2 separate regions of the Zea mays genome follow, and region 2 is linked to region 1. Evidence: chromatin contacts called from public Hi-C data. All regions are on one chromosome and are shown on one strand. The core of a region is the stretch at or near the end of the contact, and the rest is flanking DNA. Distances in the headings are between cores, read along the strand shown.

Region 1 (5,505 bases), core at 1,425-3,924:
GCTCCAAGCTGAAGGTATTGACTATCTCTTACTCTCATGCAGCATCGAGTAATGTAGGTGAGATGCTTATTTCATGACATAGTGAAGCCCTGGGTTCTGTTTTATGGAGCTTCTATCTATTGGAAAACTTGTTTGCTGGTCAACATGTGAACTCGTGAAGCAAGCCTTGTGTTACTTCTGTAAGCCTTGTGTAATTGTGTTACCTACTTATTCTATTCACTTTATATCCCCAAGGAGTTGAATAAGGACCTAACACAAAAGCTGGAGATTCAGACACAGAGGCTTGAACTATTGACTTCTCAAAGGATGGCTAACGAGAATGCCCTGGCAAAACCAATTGACACACGCTCCATCAATGATGCAACAATGTATGCAGATGAAGGAGATGAGGTAAGTATCCCTCATCAAGTATATAGTGGAAATTTGATAGTTGATCCTACCACATAATTGTTGATGGAAATTCACATTGGTTCCAGTGTTTTAGCTTGAATAAGAGTTAGAGCTAAAGGAATCCAAACTTTACATATGCACGTTAAAGTTCACATCACCCTGAAAACGTTATCTGTAGACGTTTGACATGGAATATGGCTCAGGTTGTTGAACGGGTGCTTGGCTGGATAATGAAGCTCTTCCCAGGAGGGCCAAAGCGGCGAACCAGCAAACTTCTGTAATGAAAATAGAGCTCCTAGTATACCAGATGTTTCTTTCATTTAAGGCTTGTTTAGGTGAAAGGGGTTGTTCTAGGAGCACCACCAAGTGTTTAGTTCAAATTTGAACTAAATGTTGAGGAATTTGTTCCAAATCCCCAGCATCCGAACATGCCTTTATATATATATATATATATTTCTTTGCCCGGTTTTGCTGATAGCATGGTGAGAAGCTGTATATTGGAGCCATTCAATGTAACCATTATTTATTTTTGACAGAAGATAATGTAATTCCCTGGAGTATGGTGCGGGCGGCAGCCTGTTTTGGCAAGGAAAAGAATAGTCGCAAAGAATAGACCCTTTTGTATCCATTGAAGTATGGAACAATTTCTTTCATTATACGAGTCGAATACGCAGCCTGCAATTGTTTTTACCATTCATTTGGTTTGTGTTCCCGTTAAGCTTCAGCTCACATCTCGACGCTGGTTGACAGGCAGTACGGATTGAAACAAAGCAGACAAAGAGACTGCAACTGTTACATACCTAAAAAATTTCTACGGAATTGCTCAAGGCGAGGCGGTTTTGTGAAATTACAAAATTCGTTTGAATCTATCACTCTGTAAAGTTAGTGCTCAGTAGGAAAAACCGAAGGAACTTCTCTAATTTGGTTTTCCGATAACCAAAAGAGTATAGCCACCGCACAACCAAAGTCAGACATGTTTTTCTTTTTATCTGACTGGTTGACTGGTGAGTTTTTTTTCCCCGAATGTCTAGTTATAGCGCGCCTTTCAACTGTTCGCTTGGTTTAATTCGTATTGGTTTCTACTATTTATACAATATTTTGTTTTTATAAATTACAGCTGCAGTAGTTCAAAACGACTGACTTTAATCTGAAACAAATAACCTAACGTCTTATATTACACGGCAGCCACACGAATATTACTTGCTAGGAGCATCTTATATTATATCACAATTCACAACTACACCCATTAAACGAATACATTAAAAAATTTCTATATGGCACGTAGTAATATTATACTCCCTCTATTCTCAAATATTTATCGTCCGCTATCGTTCGCTAGTTTATTTTTAAACTAAACAACGACAAATAAAAATGAACTGGAGGGAGTACATTAATAACTATCACTATCATATACCAAACACTTTTTATACAATATATAAAATAAAGGGAGAGTTGTATAGTTGCCCCTAATCGAAGGATGTGATTTTGTTTTTACCATATTTTTTTAAAGTTTGCACGTAGAAATACAATGTTTTTACCATTAATAACGACCACTATCGTATCCTTTTTTAAAACGAATAGACAATTTGTATCCATTCCTATTCCGTTATAGCACTTAACGATGTTAAGCCATCTTGTAAAAAGACGTTCATATAACCATTGTCACTCCTTGTATCAACTATTTATAAATTTGGCTCGACTTTAATATGAAAGTTTAGAATCTAATTTTGACCATAATTTTTGAAAAAATGCCTCAGCTTTGATTTTTTAAAACTAGAATTAATGATTTTTTAAATCAATAAATCGTGACACAAACCAAGAACCCGCGAACTTTTAATTTATTTTAAAAAATATATATGGTTAGATTATGTTGAAAATGTATTTTTATCAAATTATGCGGGTTGAGTTATTTTCATCAATTTCGAAATATTTTAAATTCAAAATTGAAATAATGATTTTCAAAAAATATGATAAGATTTATGTTACAATTATATCCCAAACCTTCATACCAAATTTAGGATAAATTTGCAAGCAATTGATAAAAAGAGATGCAATTGTGTAAAGATATTAACACCTTTTTGTGTGCCGAGTTAGCAATTGATAAAAGTGGTAATAGCGGAATAGTGTAAATTGTCTGTTCGTTTTAAAAAGAAAGAGTATACATACAAACTTTGAAAAAACAGAATTACATATCTAAATAGGGATAACCATGTAATTCTGCCCTAAAGTAAAAATACTTACAGCTCACACGTCCACAGGCCCGCGTGCCCCCGCCCCCGCCCCCGCTCGACGCGCCCCCGCTCGCCTCCGCGCGACGCGCCACCGCCTGCCCCGCTCGACGCGCCACCGCTCGCCTCCGCGCGACGCGCCACCGCTCGCCTCCGCGCGACGCGCCACCGCCTGCCCCGCTCGACGCGCCACCGCTCGCCTCCGCGCGACGCGCCACCGCCTGCCCCGCTCGACGCGCCACCGCTCGCCTCCGCGCGACGCGCCACCGCTCGTCTCCGCGCGACGCGCCACCGCTCGCCTCCGCGCGACGCGCCACCGCCTGCCCCGCCCCCACCTGCCCCGCGCCGTCGTGGAGAGAAGCGCCGTCGTGGTGATGACGGGCGACGGAGAGGGAGTCGAGAGCTCTGCCGCCGGCGAACGGCAGGGCGTGCCCTTCGCTCTAGGCGGCCCGCTGTTCGTCCCCTTCATGGTGGGCCCCATCACCACCATACCAGAGTTCATGTCCTCAGCCCTCCACGAGCTCCAGGTGCCAACTCTAGCCTGCTTGTAACTATTCTAAAACCCTAACCAACCTTTTATTCCCCGAAGAGCTTTGGGTATGACTCCCCTCCTTGTTTCGTTTGCATTCAGGCCTTGGAAGACGAATTAGGAGACACCAGAGACGAATTCAGCAATGAGCTTTGGTAATAATTCCATGATTCGTTCTGTCGTGTCGAAGTAACAATCCTTTCCTCTGTGCCTATTAATGCGTGGATGCGTTTTTCGCAGTGTCGATGAGCTCAAGGTGCTCTCTGAGGAGGAGCTGGTGGAGCGCGCCCTGCAGGAGGCTATGGAGGTGTCCTCTACTGATAAGCATCTCAATTTAATCACTTTGTTTTGGATTGCATTTTCGTTTGAAGCTTTGATGATTTTTGTGTCTAGGACTCGGATTCTGGCACTCAACCACAACCAGAGGATCAAACACTTGATGGAGGGTAAGTGGCTGCTTTGACCATTGCTTGGTTGGTCCACTTTGTGGTTCTCTGGTTATCTTGTTATTGTCGTTTAGGCAAATCATATTAGATGCAACATTGGCAGATGACCTTCCTTATTGATTGTGTGGTAGCTTGTCTTAGGCCCTGTTTGGATCCACTAGCAGCTAATAATTCACAGCTAATATTAGCTGTGTACCTATTAGCTGGGTGTTGTGCTTGTGCATTGGTGGTTTTGTGTATAATTATTAAGTTGAATGCACCAACCAATTCAACCTAAAAGCTTAAGCTGATAGGAGGAGTTGAACAATTGACTTATATTATATCCCAACACTCCCCCTCGCGTCGAGCCTCTCTTGGATCTTAGACGTGTAATAGGAGCGAACAACAATTATTTTATTTTAATTGCGCTAACCAGAATTCGAACTCATGATCTCTGGCTTTGATACCATATTAAGTTGCATGCACCAACCGATTCAACCTAAAAGCTTAAGCTAATAGGAGGAGATGGTCAATTCACTTATATTATATTCCAACAATAATGTCATACCTTTTTCTATTTGCTATTGGTAGGGCACATGCATAGAAGTAGGTAGGAGAACAGAAGTGCCTTTTTGCAATATATTAGCTACTATTAGCTAAGTTGGTAGCTATGAGATAGTTTGTAGATAGGTGCCCAGCTAACAATTAGTTGACTTATTAGTTAGGTTCTTCTGGATCCACCCCAGCAAGTTTCTAGCAGCTAACTATTATCCGGTGGATCCAAATGGATCTTAATGCCAGTCAATATTTAGCAAGGAAGGCTTTGTTAAGGTTTCTGATGCAACTTGCAAGTTGGCATTTATGTCCAGTACTCCAGTGTCCTTGCAAAGCAAAATTACAGGACCCCATCCCTGGGGAAAGTTTATATAGTGCCATCATTCTGATCTTTGTGCACCACAATCTCTTTCTCTTGATGTATTATTTGGCCGTTAGAAGCTGATGTATCCTTGGACTTGCCATATGCAGCATGTCAGCGAATCCAACACCTACAATTCAGGCCCCCACATTAAGCCCATTGGCTGAAAGAGAGAGCTCTGGATTGCAAGATATGGCGGACGTATTAAATGAACCACAAAGCAGCAATGGCAAGCCTAGAGGCAAAGAGGCAAACAGCAGATGCAGGAAGGGGGAAACTGGAACCTTCACACTAGATTCTCCGGTTGTAGGAGAGAGCCATGGATCAGCTATTGACATGTCAATTGTACCATTTGAACCGGAAGGTAGTGAGGGAAATGGAACGATGCCTTCAAATCCATCAGCTGAAAATGGTGCATCTGAATCACCTGTTGATGGTATGTCAATTGTTCCACATGATCCAGAGGGAATTAATGGACAAACAACATGTAGGAAGGGCAAAAAGAGAGGCAGGCATTTTGATAGAGAGGTTCGAGCAGAGATTTTACAGGTACATCTGTCAGTCTTTTGACCACCTTTTGTTTTTGTCAACAGCAATTGTTTGAGAAGTCATCAAGTGCAGCTGCAGAATTGTTACATTAATTTTTCTCCATCCTGAATGAATTGTGTTCATTATACATGTATCCTGTATTTGAGCAAGGTGCTATTACAGATTAATCCATTCATCCATGTCCCTTGTCGCTGTGATACAAATGCATATAGGACTAGTCTGTTTAGGTAACACGGCCATCAGGCTATGAAAATTAATTTTGTAGTTACTGCTAACCTGTAAATCTGGAGACACTAGAAATCACAAGTCCACGGTAGATGTAAATGTTATAGTTTGTTGTTACTGTAATAGATGAAGTATTCACAAGTTACATTGCGAGGTATGCTTTTGTTGAGGATTAGGTCTATTTTTGTATTAGTATCTTTATCCTTTATATTCTTGTATGTAAGAGGAACCTGCAATTTCTGT
Region 2 (5,505 bases), core at 1,542-4,041, 370 kb before region 1:
AATCATTTATGGATTTTGCTACGTTTGAGTTCATTCAAGTGGTGTTTCTTTCGCTAATGTTGGGGATGTGATGGAATTTTCAGTTCATTAGCAGCACTTGTCAATATTGCTTATCTTCTCACCGACGGCGTGCTATCCTGTATTTAAATAGTAAAACAAAACTAAAATTATGTATAAATGAGATTTAAACCATGTTTGTTGCTGCAATATTGTTTAGAGAATTCTACTACACTGCATCATGGCAGGTGTTGTTTACTTGAGAGTTTTATGCATAGTGTGTTATTATGCATCATGGCCTCATGGGGTTGTCGTATTGTTGTAGTGCTTTCTAACTTACTCATAATAACAACTTCATATATCATTTACATTGTTTTTTTGTTTGTCTATCTGATCATAAGTTTGTAGCAATAACTTTTTTGTTTGTCCATTTACGTGGGGCAGCAGGCTGCTGCGCTCTTGGGAGAGCAGCCCGTCTACCATGCCGTACAGCGTTCCATTGGCTGCGGGGCCGCCATGCCCCCAGTGGCGCTGCCCGGCAAGGAGGCTGGGATTTGGGGATTATCAGCAAAGCATCATGGCTCCCGACGAAGCAGGGGCTACGACCAACGCACTGGACGTTGCTGGGGGGCCGCCTGATGCTGGCGTCGGCTGCTGCCTGGGGGCAGCGGCAGAGCTTATGATTGTCGAGACCTTTGATACCAGATTGGTAGGAGTTGCATTCCCTATACCGATGATATGTTTCCGTTGCAACGCACGGGCATCCACCTAGTATAATATAGGATAGTAATATCCTATAGTTATTTATCTATTGCCATCTCTAACCGGCCGACACAGCCCTCTACCGCCTGCCATCTCGTCCCCACTAGCACCAGCCTATCGGGACAGCTCGCAAAGAATCGAAAATGCATCAGTTGTTCAATTCCTTGCCCGGCTAGGCAAGGCGAGGGCCAGCAAGAAATCCAAACACGTCGATGATTATGTCTGGTTATAATTAGACGACACCTTGGAAAGAAAAAACTTACTAAACTACATGTCAAATTTATTATCTAAAGCAATGAATGTCACTATGAACTAGAAAAAAACGCAACCTAACAAAGGTGGTTGGCCGGAGCCCGGAGACGACTCGGGCCCGGCATCGAGGTAAGTCTCTGTGCCTCTAGTATTTATATAGTACTAATCTTATGGTCTGTCGACCTATTTAATTTAGGTCAATGTACAACGTAGCTAAAGTATGGCAAGTAGGAGCAGTGTTCTTCTGGCCAACGTGTAAAATAATCCGTACTTGGCCATTTTACGTCATCTTGCTTGTGTAGCAAATGGTCGTCATCGTGGGCGGACGTGTACCTCATCAACTAGGGCGACAAGCTTCTAGAGAATTGTTCAAGAGGATGACTACGACACTATACGGTGGGCAATTAAATTGCCATGCATACTGCATGCTGATCTAGATAGACGAAACAACAGTCAGGACTCGAGAGGTGCCCGATACGGCACTGCATATATATTCTAGACTAGAATGCAGCAACTGCCACCAGGAAAAGTGAGGGAGACTACAAGTACACTACGCGTTTTGCCAGCAAAAAAATGATTCTTTTCACTCGCCTAGATTCACTTTCTAAGTTTTGATTTGCAGCCACTAGCCTACGTGATGTCACAACTCAGAACTCACAGCATGGTCTTTCCTCGATCTTACCGCACCCGTGATGATACGAGCGAATTGCTATATGATATTTTTTTACCTAAATAATCTTAGTATATGATAATTTTTATATATAATATTGAAATACGTGTATGAGCTATTGATCGAGAAAAAAACTTTTTCTTTTTTTAACAATATACTTTAATCTAGCTCATGAGACTGTCTCAAATAAAGTGTAGAAAATAGGGACATGGAACTGTAGATGACACTGTTTGTAGAAAGAAATTTAAAATAAGGGATGCTAGAGATAGCCTAAGTTATCATTGGATGCCCGACCTGCCTTCAACGTATGACTATGATTGATGCTCGTCTGAAGAAAAACATGTATTTCATACTTCGATAGGCTTAGTTTGGATACTCTAGGAATAGAGAGGATTAAGATGTATTGAGAGTAATTTTGATCTATTAGGGATTTAAATACTCTCCCATCTCCAATCCCCCTCAGTTTTATGGCTCATAAATCCCATAGAGTATCTGAATCCTATACTTGAAGATTTTTAGGTAAATGGTGCGTCACCTAGGACTCGAACTCCGGACAGGAGCGCTTCTGGCAAGTAGTTTTTGGGTCTGTTTGTTTCTGCTTTTTTCTGATTAGCTTTTCTAACAATTTGGCTGTGGAGAATTTGGTTGTGGAGAGAATCTGAGTACCATGAGGATTACATGCAAAGGAAAATGAAATGACTCATAGATTTAGTATCTAGTAAGTGATGAATTTCTTCTATCGCGACGACTCATCCGATTGTGTATTCATGTTGATTTTGAATGATTTTCAATAAATAATTCTTATATAAACGGGCTGAAAACCAAAATCAGGAAAAAAAAAGAAAAAACACAAACAGGCACTTTGCAACTGGGCCGTGAGCCCCTCGCCTTTGCCACTGCGTACGTTTGCCGTATACCTTCAGAAATTGTGCGTGCGTGATTGTGAATTGACATTAGGTGGTTTAGTGATTGAAAAAAAAAGGGTTCAGTTTTTTGAAGCGTGTTGGTTCTGACTCCCGAATCCTGGGCCCATGTAACCTGCTTGTTGGGCCAGCTTGGCCCGTCTCCTTCATCGTACTCCTGGAGCGCCTGGCCTGCAAGCCTGAGGCGTCTCTTTGGAATGGTCGATCCCAACCTTTCCCCCTTCACCGCCGGACGATGGCCGCCTCTCGCCGCCTCGCGCGGAAGCTGCCGTCTCTGATCTCCCGGTATGAGCGCCTCATCTCCCCGGAGACTGACGCGCCTGAACTCACCGAAGCCCCCACCACCTCCGCATCCATCCCGTTTGACCCCTCACTCCCTGTCCTTCCGCTCGCCGTCTCCCACCTCTCGCCGCCTAACCCGCTCCCGGTGCTCCCCTCCGCTCACGCTTCCTCCCCCGCCTCTCTCTTTCGTCTCCTCCGCCGAGCCCGCCACCACCCCCGACTCGTGGCGCTCGACCTCCACATCCTGCTGGCCGCCGCAGACGCGTCCTCCGCTTTCCGACCCGACCACAGCCTCACGTCCCTCGTCGCCGCCCGCCTCGCGGCTTCCCGCCGCCTCCCTTCGCTCCAGCGCCTCCTGGAGCTCGTCCTCACCCGCCCCTGCCCCTGTGCCGACGACTCCATCTTTGCATGCCCCGAGCTCCTCCCCACCTTCCGCAAGGCCATCGTCGCCTTCGCCGCCTCCGGCGACATCCCCTCCGCATCGCATGCCCTCGCCTCTCTCCGGCGCGTCGCTGACTCCCCACTACCCGCCGAGTTCTACAACATCATCCTCCAAGCTCTCTCCCGCCTCCGTCGCCACGACGATGCCATTCGCTTCTACGGCGAAATGACCTCCGTCTACCGCGTCGCTCCGGATGTCCACACCTTCAACATACTCATCAGTAGCTCATGCCGGGTGGAAGGCGTAGACGCCGCCATGCGGTGGTTTGGTGAGATGCAGCGCCGGAGCTGTGCACCGACGGTCGTTAGTTTCAACACACTTATGCGTGGGTTCATCAGAGAAGGCAGGTATAAGGAGGGAACAAAGGTGGCACGCGAGATGCTTGAGCTTGGGGTTGGGCTGTCCGTTGCGTCCATGGAGATTTTGATCGGTGGATTGTGCCGTGGTAGCAAGGCTCTAGAGGCGGCTGAGCTGTTTGTTGAGTTTTTGGGGGATGGGGTGGTGCCAGAAGGGTTTGATTGCTTTGAAGTCGTTGAGGCTCTTTGCCGTGGTGGGAAGGTGGACAGAGCAGTGGAAGCAGTAGACATGGTATTAGAGAGGAATACCAAATGCTGTATGAGTGCACCTGCTGGCGCCACAGTTTTGGAGTGCCTGATGGAGGCAGGGAAGCTGGATGAGGTTTACCGGTTGATGTGGAGAATGATTGATCAAGGGATTGTTCCGGATTCAATTTCTTGTAACTGCATCTTTGAGGCGCTTTGCGAAGCTGGGAGGACAGCTGATGCTAACCAGCTAAGGGTGTTCGCTAAGGAGAAGGGTTTTGAGGCTGACGGTGAAACTTATCGTATGCTGGTGCAAGGATTTGGGAGGCAGGGGAAAAGAAAGGAAGGGAAGGCTGTGTTGGATGAAATGCTTGATTTAGGATTTATACCAAATATTGCCTCTTATAATAGGCTTCTTGGTGGCTTGCATAAGTGAAGATCTTTGTGGCTACAAGAGCACTTCTCAGGGCATATGGGAGCACTGGACTGAGTATTTCGCTGGATGAGGCTGGATGGAGATGCCTGATGAGCCAGTGGTGTACATAACTGCAGAGATATAAGATGGAAAGTTTGAAATGAGGTATTCTTTTGATTATTTGCTTCTATTGCACATAACATTATTTTATTCCACTGATGTGCATTCTTTTTGTGGTGTTGGCTCCACATATCTGCACAAAATTTATCATTGAAATTCCAAGCTTCCAATGTGGCATTTTCCATTTGTTCTTTAAACTAATTTATGAAAAAAGTTTAATTGACACGAATGAATTTTGAAGGCCTATCTGTTTGGAAGCAAGGTCTAGTTATCAGATTTTTGTGTTGCATTTTCGGACATATTGACAAACCATTCATCATAAGGTGTGTATGATAGAAAATGTCTTATTCCATCAGTGATCTGTGTATGTTTTCAGGAGGGTGCTAATCAACTTTGCTTACGTTCCAATTTTTATTGGCCTAACTAGATAGCAACTAAGGTAGGACACTAGAGCCTGAATGACATCGGTTAACCGAACTATGTACCTCTGGCATCTTCTAGTTCTTATGCCTGGTGCCCACTACCCAAATACATGACTGTTGATCTTCATAAACTAGGGATTTATGATATTTTCAATGCATTAGATCAAGTAAAGTAAGTGTCTTTCTATTGCTTAGGAACTTAGGATACTATACTGTCTTTCTATCGCTTTTCTTATGTGCAGCCTCTGAACATATTAAGTCCACCTAATGTGAGAGTTGGAGTCTTATTATACTGTTATGATATTTGGACAGTAGATATGACGCTAATATGATTGCACCAGGATTGCAGAAAGAGGAACTCAACTGCTACGGTGGGAGTGGGACTGCTTCCAATGTAGTCTTGCAGCCGTCACTGCGAAATGATCTAGGATGGGGGTGTTTGTGAAGTATTTGAGAAATGTTCTACACGAAAATGATTTATTGGCCTGCAGACTGCAGTGGACATTGGAAGAGAGGCTTCCCAATTTTGTTTGGATTGAAAGATTTCTTGGATTGATCGGTCTAAGGTTGGTGCTTTTTGCCTATTTTAAAGCTGGGAATTTAAAGTGATGAATGTTTCATGAAAATTCTGTCATATACATTTTATTAGCAACCATCTGCCCACAGATCTTTTTTCCT

Evidence for each region. Hi-C and Micro-C count contacts between places; a contact is called where the count stands out from the background.
Region 2: a Hi-C map of tassel shows a contact between it and region 1, with 2.1 times the contacts expected there. The contact joins the promoter of LOC100274616 here to the promoter of LOC100275588 in region 1. A contact is called at or near these places in 3 of 25 Hi-C or Micro-C datasets (ear, endosperm and tassel).

Annotation. Positions count from the first base shown.
Region 1 is chr8:169,142,325-169,147,829 of Zm-B73-REFERENCE-NAM-5.0, reverse strand. LOC100275588 reads left to right here and starts at 2,674. Exons shown (of 11, transcript NM_001149638.2): 1 at 2,674-3,145; 2 at 3,250-3,302; 3 at 3,388-3,454; 4 at 3,541-3,593; 5 at 4,599-5,037. The coding sequence starts at 2,993. LOC103636371 (protein BLISTER) reads left to right here. Exons shown (of 14, transcript XM_035961908.1): 11 at 1-14; 12 at 235-390; 13 at 594-1,023; 14 at 1,141-1,378. The coding sequence ends at 671.
Region 2 is chr8:169,510,095-169,515,599 of Zm-B73-REFERENCE-NAM-5.0, reverse strand. It overlaps LOC100274616 (Pentatricopeptide repeat-containing protein), which reads left to right and starts at 2,791. Exons shown (of 2, transcript NM_001148960.1): 1 at 2,791-4,450; 2 at 5,169-5,505. The coding sequence starts at 2,840. The coding sequence ends at 4,306. It overlaps LOC103636375 (G-rich sequence factor 1), which reads left to right. Exons shown (of 2, transcript XM_023300810.2): 2 at 1-33.